Regions from separate parts of the Hordeum vulgare genome. Here regions 2 and 3 are each linked to region 1. A link is a contact called in public Hi-C data. All regions are on one chromosome and are shown on one strand. Each heading gives the region's core, a stretch centred on a gene start, on an enhancer-like site or on the middle of the called end of the contact. The rest is flanking DNA. Distances are from core to core; before and after follow the strand shown. Region 1 has its middle 45 kb from the start of LOC123443153. Region 2 has its middle 98 kb from the start of LOC123443153. Region 3 holds the start of LOC123443153 (probable pre-mRNA-splicing factor ATP-dependent RNA helicase DEAH9).

What was found. A called contact is a pair of places that touch in the nucleus more often than the background predicts.
Region 2: a Hi-C map of leaf shows a contact between it and region 1, with 2.8 times the contacts expected there. The contact joins two enhancer-like sites. A contact is called at or near these places in 2 of 6 Hi-C or Micro-C datasets (leaf and seedling).
Region 3: a contact with region 1 is called in a Hi-C map of leaf, with 2.4 times the contacts expected there. The contact joins the promoter of LOC123443153 here to the enhancer-like site in region 1. A contact is called at or near these places in 3 of 6 Hi-C or Micro-C datasets (leaf and seedling).

The regions. Positions count from the first base shown.
Region 1 is chr3H:109,307,439-109,312,193 of MorexV3_pseudomolecules_assembly, forward strand. No RefSeq gene overlaps it. Among protein-coding and RNA genes, the nearest start is that of LOC123443153, 45 kb to the right of the region's middle. Within about 2 kb of position 2,548, at least 2 of the 3 cell types and tissues checked have open chromatin away from gene starts, as enhancers often do. A contact at or near this core is called in leaf, where this site is marked.
Region 2 is chr3H:109,254,477-109,259,231 of MorexV3_pseudomolecules_assembly, forward strand. No RefSeq gene overlaps it. Among protein-coding and RNA genes, the nearest start is that of LOC123443153, 98 kb to the right of the region's middle. Within about 2 kb of position 1,970, at least 2 of the 3 cell types and tissues checked have open chromatin away from gene starts, as enhancers often do. A contact at or near this core is called in leaf, where this site is marked.
Region 3 is chr3H:109,352,329-109,357,083 of MorexV3_pseudomolecules_assembly, forward strand. It overlaps LOC123443153 (probable pre-mRNA-splicing factor ATP-dependent RNA helicase DEAH9), which reads right to left and starts at 2,702. Exons shown (of 25, transcript XM_045119438.1): 1 at 2,501-2,702; 2 at 2,240-2,384; 3 at 1,197-1,271; 4 at 384-473; 5 at 186-265. The coding sequence starts at 2,616.

The DNA.
Region 1 (4,755 bases), core at 1,298-3,797:
TTATTCTAAAACTTGATTTTGGAAAGGCTTACGACTCGGTGAGTTGGGATTTTCTTCGACAAGTTTTTTATGCCAAGGAGTTTGAGGCTGGTTTCATGCATAGACTGGTGCATCTCTAGGGGGCACACGACTATGGCAGTTAATGACTCGGTCAACAAATACTTTTTAATGGACGGGGTCTGCGGCAAGGCGAACCTATTTCTCCTATCCTTTTTAATTTTGTGGTTGATGCTTTGTCTTGTTTGTTGGATCGGGCTACCTCGACTGGGTATATCACTTCTGTCATCTCCCACTACTACCGCATGGCATCACTCACCTCCAATATGTTGATGATACAATCATTTTAGTGGAACTTAATGAATCTTGCCTTACCAATCTTAAGTTTATCCTCTTATACTTTGAAGCCTTGTCGGGGCTAAAAATCAACTTTTCTAAGAGTGAGGTCATTGTCACTAGGGTTGAGGATAATGAAGCTTGACGGGTGTCCCGGCTTCTTAATTGTTCTCTTGGGTCCTTTCCTTTTAAGTACTTGGGGATTCCTATCTCCCCTTTCCACCTTTGTGCCAAGGAATTTAAACCTCTGGTCTCTAAGGTGGGTAATAGAGTCATGCCCTCGCATGGGAGATACAACACCTCAGCTGGGAAAATTTGGCATAGTAATGCTTGCCTTTCTTCCCTTCATATGTTCACCATGGGCTTCTATAGACAGCCTAAGGGCACACAAGAAGGTTTTGATAAGCATATAGGTGCTTTTTATTGGAACCCTGCGGACAACAAGCGAAAATATAGATTTGTCAAGTGGGATGTCTTATGCGGACCTAAAACCCTTGGGGGCTAGGAATTTTGAATACCTCGATTATGGACACTTGTCTTATTATTAAGTGGTGGTGGAAGATTATGACTGCTATTCTCGGCACCCTCTGGTTTGATCTACTTAAAGTTAAGTACTTCCCTGATGGTAGTCCCATGTTTTCCCTGGCGACTCGTGGATCACAGTTTTGGAAGAACCTTATTAAGGCGAGGGGCGTTTTTAGGGAGCACGTCAAGTTTGTGGTCAACAATGGTCTATCCAGTTGTTTTTGGTTGGACTGCTGGTCTCGTGACTCCACTCTTGCTTCTTCTTTTCCAACTTTGTTTCTTATTGTTCTAATCCCGAGATCTCAATCTCTGAGCTCTTCCGTAATAACTGGGACTTGGGCTTCCGTAGGTCCCTTTCTCCCGAAAAGTTGGGGGACTCGCATCGTCTTGTTGTTGTGTTCCCGATCTTCTCGGAGGAGGAGGACTCGGTTACCTGGCCCCATGTTGCATCTGGGAAGTTTTCCGTCAAGTCTCTCTATACTAGAATTATCTCGGGTACCACTACTTCCAAGTTCAAACCCATTTGGGCTGCGAGGATCCCTCCCAAAATTAAGATTTTTCTCTGGCAGGCCTCTAAGGGTCGGCTGCCTTCTGTTGATCAAATTTGAAAGAGGAATGGCCGTGGCTCGGCCTTTTGTGCTTTATGCTCTACGCAGGAGGATACTAACCATATCTTCTTTGGTTGTTCTCTGGCCAAGTTGATGTGAGGTTGTGTTCGATCGTGGTTGCAAACCTCTTGGGCCCCCACTTTGTTTTCGGATGTTCGCTTGTTAACCTCTAACCTTTAGGGGCGTTCTAAGAGGGTTTTTTGGGTCGGGATGGGTGCTCTTTGTTTGTCATTATGGACTATGAGAAACAAATTCACCATTGAGGGTGTGTTTCCTAACAAACCTACTGATGTTTTGTTTAAAATGTCTATTCTCTTGCAGGAGTGGAAATTATTGACTAAACCTGTCGATCGGGATGCGTTGGAGGCGTTGTTCAATAAAGTTCGAGGATCTGTCAATCTACTGTCATCTCCTTCCGCCACACCATCTCCTTAATTTGCTGGATCTTCCCTTTGCAGAAAGTGGTTGGCGTGTGTACCTTCGTATCTGTCATTTGGGCATGCGTGCCACCGAGCTATGGTTAACATATTTTGTGATGGCCGGCCCTGAGTATTTTGATTAAACTGTTTGTATGATGCTGGTTAGTTGTGACAGACAAAGTCCAGCGTATGACTTTTCTTTTAAAAAAATTGTTGCTCGCCTCCGAAGGTAGAGATCATGGCAGCATCGCAGTGATATGGTGGTCGCGAGGAAGTGTATCATACCACCCGAATTTCCGAATACGATAGCGCAAGTGGACGATCACGATCACCCCGAATTGAAAAGAACGTGAAACCGCCAGCTCCCTCATGGATTATCAACCACCCATAACCCATTGCTGGAGGAACACGAGATCTACCATTCCACCCTGACACCTAAAAAGAAATATATGTAGTTTTGTCGGCAAGGACGACTTCCCTGGAACTGTTTCTCAATCGCCCGTCTCGCTTTCGATCGACGGGAAGGATAAATCAAACTCAGCTCAGCTGTGTTTCCACCACGCGTGTCAACCGCGAGGATCGGACACCGCGTATCCTCCTGGTGCCTGGCCGGCGAGCCGCCCGCGGGATGTACACGCCGAAGGGGGAACGTGGCAAAGCGTCAACGTCACCGGGAACAAAGACCGGCCGTACGTGCTCGCACGGAGATGTAATCCTGACCGGACCGGGCGCTGATCCTGTAACAACGATTCAACTTTCGACAGATTTATGGTGTTGAAATTTAGCCAGAAGGCAGAGAATAATAATCATGCAACCCTGACGGTGGTGAAACAATTATTAGTCAGATGGTTGAAATTTAGCCGACAGCTCAGCTTCTTTGCCGCACTGCCACGTAGAGTGCTCCTCTAGCTGCGCTACACTTGTCATGGAGTCGGCAAAAGTATAAGACGCCGTTTCCTTTTTGGCTGTATATGCATTGCTTTATACGCTCCTGGTTCATAGTACGTTGGGATCCAAGAAGAAACAAAGTAGAGTTCAAAATAAAACGGCCAGGATAGGATGACTTGCCGGCAGGACAAAGTGCGAGATCCAATCCAAGTTGTAAGAACACTAGATACAATGCGGACTGCTGACTCCTGTTCGTTGCCTTCGGCTGAAGAAAGAGGCTCTCCATCTGTCTGCAGTTGCGACACTAGTCATAAACTGACATGTCGAAAGCACTTCCATTAGTTTGCAGCCGCAAAAGCGCGGAAACGCTACAAGTTCATCCAAAGTTTGTCCCGTTCTATCCTGTTAGAGCATCTCTAGTAAAACCCTCAAACCCTTAAATCTAAAACCAGTTTTAAGGGTTGAGAATTGACCATAAGGGTTGAAAAACAGGGGCAAAGATTAGAACCCTCAAACCCAACCCTTATAACGGAACGGAATATTCCGTTATAAGGGTTGGGTTTGAGGGTTCGAGTCTTTGCCTCAACCCCAACCTTTAAAACTATCATTTCATATATCACACATTTCATCATATGACATATCACAAATTTCATCACATTTGACATAAAACAATAATCATTCTAGTTATTATTACACCACCGAATAAAACAATAATCATTCAAATTATTACAACAATGTTTGAGCAAATTACAATTCTCATGTCTTGGTTCCCATTAAAATTACAAATTGCCTCTAGTTCTCATGCATGTGCACTCAAATCACCACCCCCTCTGCATCTATGCAATCATATATCAAAGAAACATTATATATGGGCAGAGTTTTAAAATTTACTGTAGTATCGATATGTAGAAGTACAACTTATCCATATTCGCAGAATGCCATATGCAGCTGCTCGTCGGGCAGATCGGGCTCGTGTGGTGCCATGCGGGTGCAGGGGCAGGCGAGGTGACGGGCGAGGCAGGCGGCGGGCGAGGCGGGCGCGACACGCGCGGCGGGGCGGCCGGAGCGCGGGGGGCGGCGGCCGAAGCACAGAGGGGCAGCGGGGCGACAGCCGGAGGGCGGCGGGCTGGCGACGGCCGCTGCGGCTTCCTCCCGCGCGAGGGAACCAACTGCCTCCCGCACGATGTGGGAAAATGAGTGCGGGTTGGGGGGAGTTTTCCCTCCCAACCCTCACTTCTACAGGCTGGGAAGGGGTTTGAGGGTTGGACCTTTAATTTTTTTTACGGGTTTAAGGGTTTAAGTCTACACCGTTTTTCCAATGAAAACTGTAAAAAAAAAAGGTTATTTTTAAGGGTTTGAGGTTTTTCCGATGAAAAATGTAAAAAAACGGTTATTTTTAAGGGTTTGAGTGCTCTACTAGAGATGCTCTTAGCCTGGGCAATCATCATTAGTGTAGAATGGAGGGCAATTTAGACCGTTGGTTCAAGTTCAGATATCGTTGCATTTGGCACTCTGCAACTAACTTTTTCTTTGACAGGCTCTGCAACTAACTTGCCGCATGACACACCGGAAAGCCGGCCAATGGGTTACACAAAGCACATTGGCCTAGGATGCGAAGCAACTCTTTGCACTCCTTTCCGTTTTCGGTATGACCTTATCAAATCAGCAGAGCACTACTGCAGATACCATGCTGACTGGCGACTCCTTAGATTTCAGGACCTACCACAATCTAACTGTTCTTTGCCTCATGTTGAAGATATAGGAGTACTCCTCAAAGTTCAAACTGTCTGCCGGATACACACTCCACTTGTCAAAAGAAAAAAAGTGGAAGCAAAAAGCAACGAACTGCGGCTTTGAGAAACACCAGCGCCTTACAACTCCTTTTCTTCGCTTCCTGACTTGCTTGTCGCTTTGCTTATGCCCCAGCGATAAAGAATCTGGTTGTTTATGATCAAGATGGACGAGTTGAAATTTGGAATATA
Region 2 (4,755 bases), core at 720-3,219, 54 kb before region 1:
CAACTGTGATTACAAAAATGATACTAGTGGTAATCAGTAATGGTCGTGCAGGCCACCAACTCGTTGACACGCACCCAAAAACAGAAAATAAAGCATTTTGGTGTTGCAAGTGCAAAACACGGGTTGGTGGCAATGCAAGGTTCGTCCAGACTGAACACTTGCCGGATCAAACGTCTTGCAGCTGATTGGTTTAACGTTAAAATGAGAGCACAAGTTTATTATTAAAGAAAGCTTGGTTGATTTGCTTGGCTATGTGTGATCCGATCCTCTTTCCTTTTTCTTTTGCGGGGTGTATGATCCGATCCTTATACGTAGATCTACCGGTCAACATAAGTGCAACAGAGTGGGACCTGCCAGTTGTCACTTGTTTTTTTAACACATTACAGATGGAGACCCTTATATATATTATTTGTATGAACGCTTTTAAAAGATTAAGCCGACATGTTATCTTGAGATCGATGAAGTCGGCATAAACATCTTCGTAGTCCACATGAACGTCTCTTCATTAAATACACATCGTCAAATGTTTTGAAATAAATGGTCTGAAATAATTCAAATTGCCAGCTGCGGCTTCGCATCCATACTGCATACCCACGTAACATGGGTGGTTACGCAGAGCCATGTGTATGGCATGATCTGCCTTTGTTGCCGTTACAAACTATAAATGTATATTTGTATGTCAAAACCTTGAATCATGCATGTTACATGTCCCCATACATCAAGGGGATGCGTGAGCCGCACCGACCTCCTAGCGTGCTTTGACTGCCCAATTGCCCATGATAGAACGAGGCAACCGTTGCATCCATTTCGGAGAAAAATACACCATAATTGCTCTTTTTTCATGAACAAGATCAGGAAACGGTTTGGTACAGCCGAAATGGGTGTCTCATGTGAACTCTCAAGTTAAAATTGCTGGCTGTGGGTGACAGGTGATGGCCACACACTTGCGACAATATGCATTATGTTTCTTGCCGGCATATTTGAAAACTGGTTTTGTGCATGCCTACCTTAGATTTCACATGGTTTGGACACACAATTTTATTATATTAATTAACGTAAAGAGTTAAAGTTTTTGCCTTGTCTATAAAAAATCGGATATAGGTACTTACACACCTTGGCAACATGATAACTAGTTTAACTAATTATTATCATGTGCTATGAATGTAAGTCGCATTGCGACTAATTTTCTGTCCCGGTTAGCAATGAAATCAATGCTTATGTTCTAGTTCAATGGCCCTGTTTGGATACTCTAACTTGGTTAGAGTTAGATTCTAACCCTTGAACTAACCTTAACTAACTCTAAGTCTAAAGGTGTTTGGATGGAAGGGTTAGATTGACAATAAATGCTCTTTTTTAATCATTTGGCTACTTTGAATCTCTCTCTTTTCCTGGACCCCACCTACTCTAACCCAAAAAAGCACCTCTTGGATGGGTTAGAGTTTTTGGGTGGGTTAGATACATCTAACCAACTCTAACCCACCTGTTTGGATCTTTTAAGGGTTAGATGACTCAAATCTAACCCACTCTAACTCTAACCCTATGATCCAAACAGGGCCAATGTGTTTGTTTGAATTCTTTGAAAAAGAACCTATGACCCAATGACAACCGGGTCCTACTCTTTTTTTTGCACAATCAACTGGGCCCTACTTGCAAGACATATGAATCTTAAGTTATCGTGACATTGTGTGCGCGGTTTCGCTCGACAAGTTTCATGTCCATATGGAGCGCACTATATATGTGATATGAAGGTTGTCCATACGACGACTCTGCCAGATCATTCTAAGGTTCATCAACTCATACATTTCCCAATCCATGCCATGCTGGGATGAAACCTAATCTTTGTGATGGTTTTAAGTTAAAACTCAAAATCATGTCCTAGTCACCCGAGTTCACTAACCCTTCAGATCTGGATAAGCTCAGTTTAAATGAGCACGTATAACGTCAGCACTTATTGCTACGTCCACACAACTACCATGGCAGTGCAAGTTGGAGGCACCCGGTGGCTTTCCATCATCACCAAGTCCTCCTCACCTTTATCAAAGAAAGAAGATGTCCTTGTCGCCTTTCTACATCATAACGAGATCGCAGCGACGCTAATCCGTTTTTGACTAACAAACATAAATTAGTGGCACAGCTTGGACAGATCGCAGATGAGCATGAAGAAAATGGCTCGCAGGCTTTGGAATAAACTAACCGCGTCACACGCAGCTTTTGAAGGAAGAAGCGGCACAAAAGCGTTGGCTCCGCGGAATGCCCGCGTTTCCGCCAAATTTGTATTGATGTTTAACACACACGTTAAATAAGTATCGCGTTGAAAAATTAGTTTATTTCACCCCCTATCATTTCAGGCGCTTCAACAAAGACGTAAAAATCGTGCGCGCGTTTGTCATCGCGCGTCGTTTATTTGTTGCGCCCGCTCCCGCACGCTGCATACTCGAGCGCCCGCTCGCAACTCCACCTACCCATCCAGCCGTGGTGCCGCCGCCGCCCGCGCCACCCCATTTTTGCCGGCGATCGTTCTGGCACTTCCCCGGCCTATCCCCCGCGTCGCCGCTGCTTCCTCCGTCTCTCTCTAGTCACCGCCGCCTCTCGCGCGCGGCAGCCGTCCGAAGAACAGCGCCCGGCCGCCCACTGCGGCTCGACGCCCGCAAGGTGTTCGACAAAACGCCCGCAAGGTATGTATTGGATTCGACTATACATTTTTTACATGAGTTTGTTGTATTGAAAGATAAACTATTTGTTGGAATTGTAATAAACTATTTGTTTGATTTGTAACGAAATTGAATTATTTTTGTTGATTTATTTTGTTTGTGTTTAATCTTTTTTATTGTGTTTTGAGCGCATATGTTGTTTGAGCGATAGTGCGCGCTGCATTTTAACGTACCTGCTGAAACTACGCGTGCGCTGCATTTTACAGCGGCCGCTAGAGCCAACGTTGGCCGCCGCGCCAAAACAGATGAAGGACGCGCCACAAACTGATTTTTAGGGTGTCACGCGTTGGACCGCTGTTGGAGATGCTTTTATATTGCGATGCGCTAGGAAGCATCTACAGTAGCATATAGTTAAGAGCATCTCCAATAGCCGTCCAACGCGCGGCGCGCTAAAAAATAGTTTGTGGCGTGATGTCCGTCTGTTTTGGCGCGGCGACCAGCACTCGCTCCAGCGACCGCTGTAAAATGCAGCACGCGCGTAGCTCCAGCAGGCGCGCTAAAATGCAGCGCGCGCTATCGCTCAGACAACATATGCTCTCAAAACACAATCAAAAAGATCAAATACAAATAAAATAAATCAACAAAAAATAGTTCAATTTCGTTATTACAACTCAAACAAATAGTTTATGTTTCAATACAACAAATAGTTCAACAATACATCATCAAACGCACAAATCATGATGCTCTTTGTCGGTCATTCCATGTCCACCACTCCTTGATGAGATCCTTCTACAAATCATTATGTGTTTCGGGACGCCGAATGGCATGATAAGAGGAAACAAAACGGGCCATCCTTTCAGCCCTCCGCCGCACTCGCACGGGATGTCCCAAGTGCTCATAGTGAGAGTAGTCTAAATCTTGGCCACACTCATTCTCGATGATCATGTTGTGCATGATCACACAAGCGTGCATGATGTACCAAAGCATCTTTTGATCCCAAAATCTAGCCGGTCCTCTCACAATAGAAAATGGGCTTGCAAAATCCCAAAAGCTCTCTCCACATCTCTTCTAGCCACCGCCTAGGCATTGTGGAAATAAAAAAAAATCTTACCTTCTGGTTTTTTCAACGGCTTCACAAATGTTTGCCACTTTGGATAGATGCCATCCGCAAGATAGTAGCCATAGTTGTATGTACGACCATTTGCTACAAACTGCACCGGTGGCAGTTCACCATTTGCAATCTTATTCATGAGTGGTGACCGGTTGAGAATGTTGATGCTATTCAAAGATCCAGGCATTGCAAAAAAAACATGCCAAATCCAAGTCTCTTGATCGGCCATCGCTTCAAGGATTATAGTGGAACCCTTTTTTGGCCATGGAATTGCCCATGCCATGCCTTAGGACAATTCTTCCAACTCCAATGCATGCAATCTATTGAGCCAAGCATACCTGGGAAGCCACGAGCTTTGTTCATCTCCAATAGCCTTGTGGCGTCTTCAACATTGGAAGATCTCAAATACTCCTGGCCAAACACTTGCACAATTCGACTGTGAAGCGCTTGATACACATGATGGCTTGACTCTCACCCATGGCCAAGTGATCATCAACTAGATCAGCGGGGACACCGTATGCCAACATACAGAAAGTGGTTGTCACCTTCTGAAAGGTGCTATTCCCGAGATCTCCGGCGGCATTCCTCCTTTGCTGAAAAAACCGGTCATGGCTTGCTAGTTTCTCTGAAATGCACCTGAACAACTCGGTGCTCATCCTAAACCGGCGCCGGAAATACGGCTCGGGATACATGGGATTATCCGCAAAGTAGTGCCTGATCAATCTGTTGTGGGCATCAATCATATCCCTCCAAATGTTCTACCGACCCATAACCAAACCACCGTGCTTTGGTTTTTTATTGATGTGCATAGCTAAGATCATTGCAAGATCCTCCTCCTCTTCCATATCAAATTCTTCTTCGGAAGAATCATATGACGAACTCATCTATAATGTTTAATTTAAACTAAGCTATAAAAACTACAAACAACATGCATCAAATTCATGTAAAAATGTGAAGTTGAAGCAATACATACCTTGCGGGCGTTTTGTCGAA
Region 3 (4,755 bases), core at 1,452-3,951, 45 kb after region 1:
TTGGTATGTGAATAATGTAAAACCTGTACGGGACAATCCGACTGAAGAAGGTGCTTTTGCTCCACAACAATTATCACCACAAATGCGTAATCACAATAACAACAGAAATTAGATCAAACATGACCTGTCACAATTGGGAGTGCCAGCTTAAGGTCATACTAATATTGAGGGTCATAACATGGTACCTATATTTGCTCAGAAGAGGATCTTCCATCATTTCTCTAATCAGTACCCCATCTGTGAGAAATTTTATCATGGTCATGCCCTGTCAAACCGTATATGGCATAAGCAGAGTATATAGGGTATGAAACCCCTTAAACCGAAATGATGCTGTAGAATTCAGATAAAGAAAATCAGTGCAAGAAAAGAAACCTAGATCATACCGGGTTTGTTTCATCCTCAAATCTTATTGTATATCCTACTTCTTCTCCAAGTTTCACACCAACTTCTTCAGCTACTCTTGATGCAACCGTCTGTTCAAATTATTGGGATGGGTTGAAAAGGGAAGTGATCATAAAAAGATAGGGATCTATAAGTGTAGTCTAAGAATAGAAAAGAAAAATTGGAACACGAGAAAATTAGTAGACCAAAGCAGCAAAATTTTCATTCAGCTACCATCCTAAGCAGTACAGATATGGTTTTATCAACTGACTTCTCTGTAATAGAATGCCAGAAATCACTGTCGTACCACATGAATAAGTTCCCAGCAGAATGCATTTCAATGTTGGATTGTCACATAGAGTAGTTAAGATACATAATTTTGCAGGGTGTTGTCTCCTGTTACACACTTTTGGGGACTACCACATGACAACCCTGTCACAAACGGCTAGGTCTCAAAGGGGCAGCTGGATAAGCCTCCATTGCTGAGAAAGTCCAAGCTTATCTTTAGGAGTTATCTCTCCCTAATAAAGAAAAATTCTTAGATCCATATTTTTAGGATTTGATTTGCTACAAATTTAGCATGGACCTGGAGCTATATATAAAGAGAGGTAGAATGTGATAGAAGAGCATCCAGAACTATATAATATAGAAACTTTCTCCAGATAATTAGCTAAGAGCCTTACTCGCCATGCTAGGGGCGCACCCAAAAGAATAATCTGGTGCATGCTCTCACAGGACAGTAAAAAGAGAGACCTAGTATTACATAGCATCTAGAAAAGGATGCACAACTTGATGAACATTTAAACATTTGATACCTGCACAGCCAATCGTCTTGGCTGGGTGCAACCTATAAGTCGACCACCCTCAGCCCAACCAGCCTCCTTAAGATACTGGTTCAAAATACAATGAAGTTAGAAATGAAACATAGTCTGCAAGTAAGTTGATGAGATAGGCAGTAGGCATAACAGTTACAGATGATGTGATAGGCAATACGCATAAGAGTTTTGACGTGTGCGGCTTACATTCTTTCAAATATTATAAATTGGCATTTTCACCAACCAAACTACACTTTCCATCAACCTTCAAGTATATATGTTGAGATTCAAAAACTGGAGCAGATCTAGAGTCAATTGAAATATAGGTGCAACTAAGCAAACTACTTTGGTTCAGCATGGCTTCGAATTTCAATGTCAACAGTATCCAGAGTATATTACAAAGATATGGCTCAGTTCAGTTGTAAACAATGTTTCGCCTCTCTATTTTTATTCTGTCCCCTCACCACTCTTATCTGATAATGCATGTAAGTGATCTGTCACCCCAGCCATTCTTCATGCTTAATATCCTACTGTGAGAATTGGTTGATATATACTTATATTGGTAGGATGTCGGCACACAATATGGTGACACGATAGAAAATACGAACCAGAGGCATCAATCAAATGCAGAAACGAGGAACCATCACTGCTACAAAATACTCCCTCCGTTCCTAAATATAAGACCTTGTAGAGATTGCACTATGGACTACATACGGATGTATATAGACATATTTTAAAGTGTAGATTCACTCATTTTGCTCCATATGCAGTCTATAATGAAATCTCTACAAGGTCTTATATTTAGGAACGGAGGGAGTATAAGGCAAAGCCCTTTATCTCGCCCAGTCAGTAATCCAGTAAACGTGAGGTGCTTGTTGGAATCCAAATACAACACCGATGATACACACCACTTCTTCGGCCGAATGCCCCCCCCCCCCGGGGATAGAGCGCAGCACAGAAACAGATTCTCAAATGATCTAGGGAGCCCCCCCCCCCCCCCCCCCAATTGGCCGTACGAGAGAAAATTGGCTGGAGGAAAGTACCTGAGGGATCTGCGTGGACTTGCCGCTACCCGTCTCGCCGACGATGATGGTCGTACCATGCCGCTCCACCAGGTAGAGGATGGCCTTGCGGTACTTGTACACCGGCAGCCGCTGCCTCAGCCTCTCCAAGGACGCGTACCCAAACCTACCACCAACCAAAACAGAGGAATAGCGCCCGGGCACAAGTTTAGGAACCTCAGGTAGGGGAGCGCGAAGTAGAAGGGGAAGGAGGCAGAGGGTTTAGGGTTTGAATGAGCGGACCCGGAGGACGAGGAGGAAGCGCTGGTGTTGGTCGGGAGGAAGAGGACGCCGCCCTCCTCATCGTCGACGAGCGAGGCGCTAGGCTTCTCCGACCCTGGTCTCCAGAACTTCGACATGGCCGCCGGTTAGGGTGGCTTGGAGGGACTGATGGTGGGGTTGGAGAGGAAGCGGGACAGAAAGAAGTAATTTCGCAGAGAGAAAGATCTCTAGGTCCGTTAACTGGTGGTTGTTCTAGGGGGCTTTAGAGGCCATCATTAATGGGCTTCAGAGCCATTGCTGGACACTTTGATTTCCTCATTCGCAACAGTCTTTCTTGTTTTTCTTTTTTTTTCAAAAAAAACAGTCTTTTATTTCTCCCTACATACAAAATTGGCCATTTTAATTTTCAAAAGTTTCAAGAGGTTCTCGTCAGTATAAAGTACAAGACAGATAACACAGATCTATACCTAATAATAAAACGGCTATTGCTTCCGTCGAAAAACCCACAACATCATTTTTATAAAAAAAGCACCTGTAATTTTTGTTATTCAACCCGCGCTTCATCATTTATCTGCAACGCAAAAGGGAAAAACGATTCGCTGCAAAAATTATAGCCGTACGCATCGCCTCCTCCCGTCGACTCTGGGCCACCCTGGCCTGTGCCCAGGTCGCCGTCACACCACTCGCCGTCGCGGCCGACCTCAACGCCACCGCTGCCGATCTCAACCCACCCGCCTCCGCGGCTATACCTCTCCCTGCTCACTGCCCCCATTGCGGCGCTCGAGCGGATCGCATCGACCCTGGTCCACCCTGGCATGTGCCCAGGCCGCTGCCACACCACTCGCCGCCCCGGCCGACCTCAACCACCACTGCTGTCGATCTCAACCCACCCGCCTCCGCGGCCGTACCTCTGCCCGCTTGCTACCCCCGTTTCGACGCTCGAGCACAACTTCTGGATTAAATCAACGCGACAGCTACAGCAACTTGGGATGATGCGTCTGCTCGATGCAGAAAGGCGGCAACGCGCGGATAAGGCGCGTCGGCGCGAAGTACTTGCAGGTGGAGGCGGGCCTCCATGGCTCACACGGGGAACTCCGAGGTTATGGCGCGGCAACGGCGACTCCTTATGGCCAGATAGAGGCGCCTAACCCTTGCTCCCCTCATCGTATCCCCTCCTCCGGCAGGAACTCGTCATCTGGTGAGATCCCCTCCCCATGCCTCCAACGTGTGCCAAGCACCGGCAAGAAATTTTGTTTTGTGGGAATTTGTTTGCTGATGAATGAATGTATTGAATGTAAGATTGCATTGTTGTAGAGAGAGAGAATGGAACACCACCTTCAGTTTGTCATCTAATCTCACATTCTCTACCCCATGAGTGAAATAAGATAACAGTCCATTGATCAATTCACGTAGCCTCTTTGTTTTGCTTTGCTTGTCCCGCTCAATTTCTCATCATGGTGGAATTAACAATGGACGGGTTGATTTCTCAACAAAATAGGATAGGACTGACTACATTAGTTAGTTAGCTTATTTTAATAAATCAAAATGGTTATAAAAAGATTAAAAGCGTGTGGTATTTTTTTCTCCCGTTGCAACGCACGAGCCCTTTTGCTAGTATAAAATCAAAGATATACTATCACACTCGAGTCACTCGACCTGTCGACCACCACATATCCCCCATTATATTTGCATGAAAATATGGTTTATTTAGGACTGTAACAAAACTTTATCTTAAATGCTGCCTCACATTTTCTTAGAGTTTGGGAGATATTCATGGGTCGTTCTTCCGTCACAAGGACAGTAAGAGTTTTTTTGGTTCATAACTAACTTTGCCACAACTAACCTTAAGCAAAGTGTGACTGCCACAAAAAATGGCCACCACAAGTGTGGCAAGATTTGGCAAAAAAATAAGTCTATGACATATGAGTCATATAACTAGAAAAGTATGACGGGCCACTGTTGGATCGATAAAAGGGGTGTCTACAGGGGGGAATAGACTACTTGCATAAACTAAAATCCTAGCATTTTCCCAATTTTAATGGTTGACAGATTTTAGCAATTCTAACAAGTCTAGTGCACCCTAAACAAATATGGTAGCGAAAAGTAAAGGCATTGCACATGTAAGTAAGCAGTAGAGTTTAGTAAGATCAAACGCAAAGGAGACACGGTGATTTTTGGTGTGGTTCCGATAGGTGGTGCTATCGTACGTCCATGTTAGTGGAGACTTCAACCCACGGAGGGTAACTGCTATGAGAGTCCACGGATGGCTCCACCCA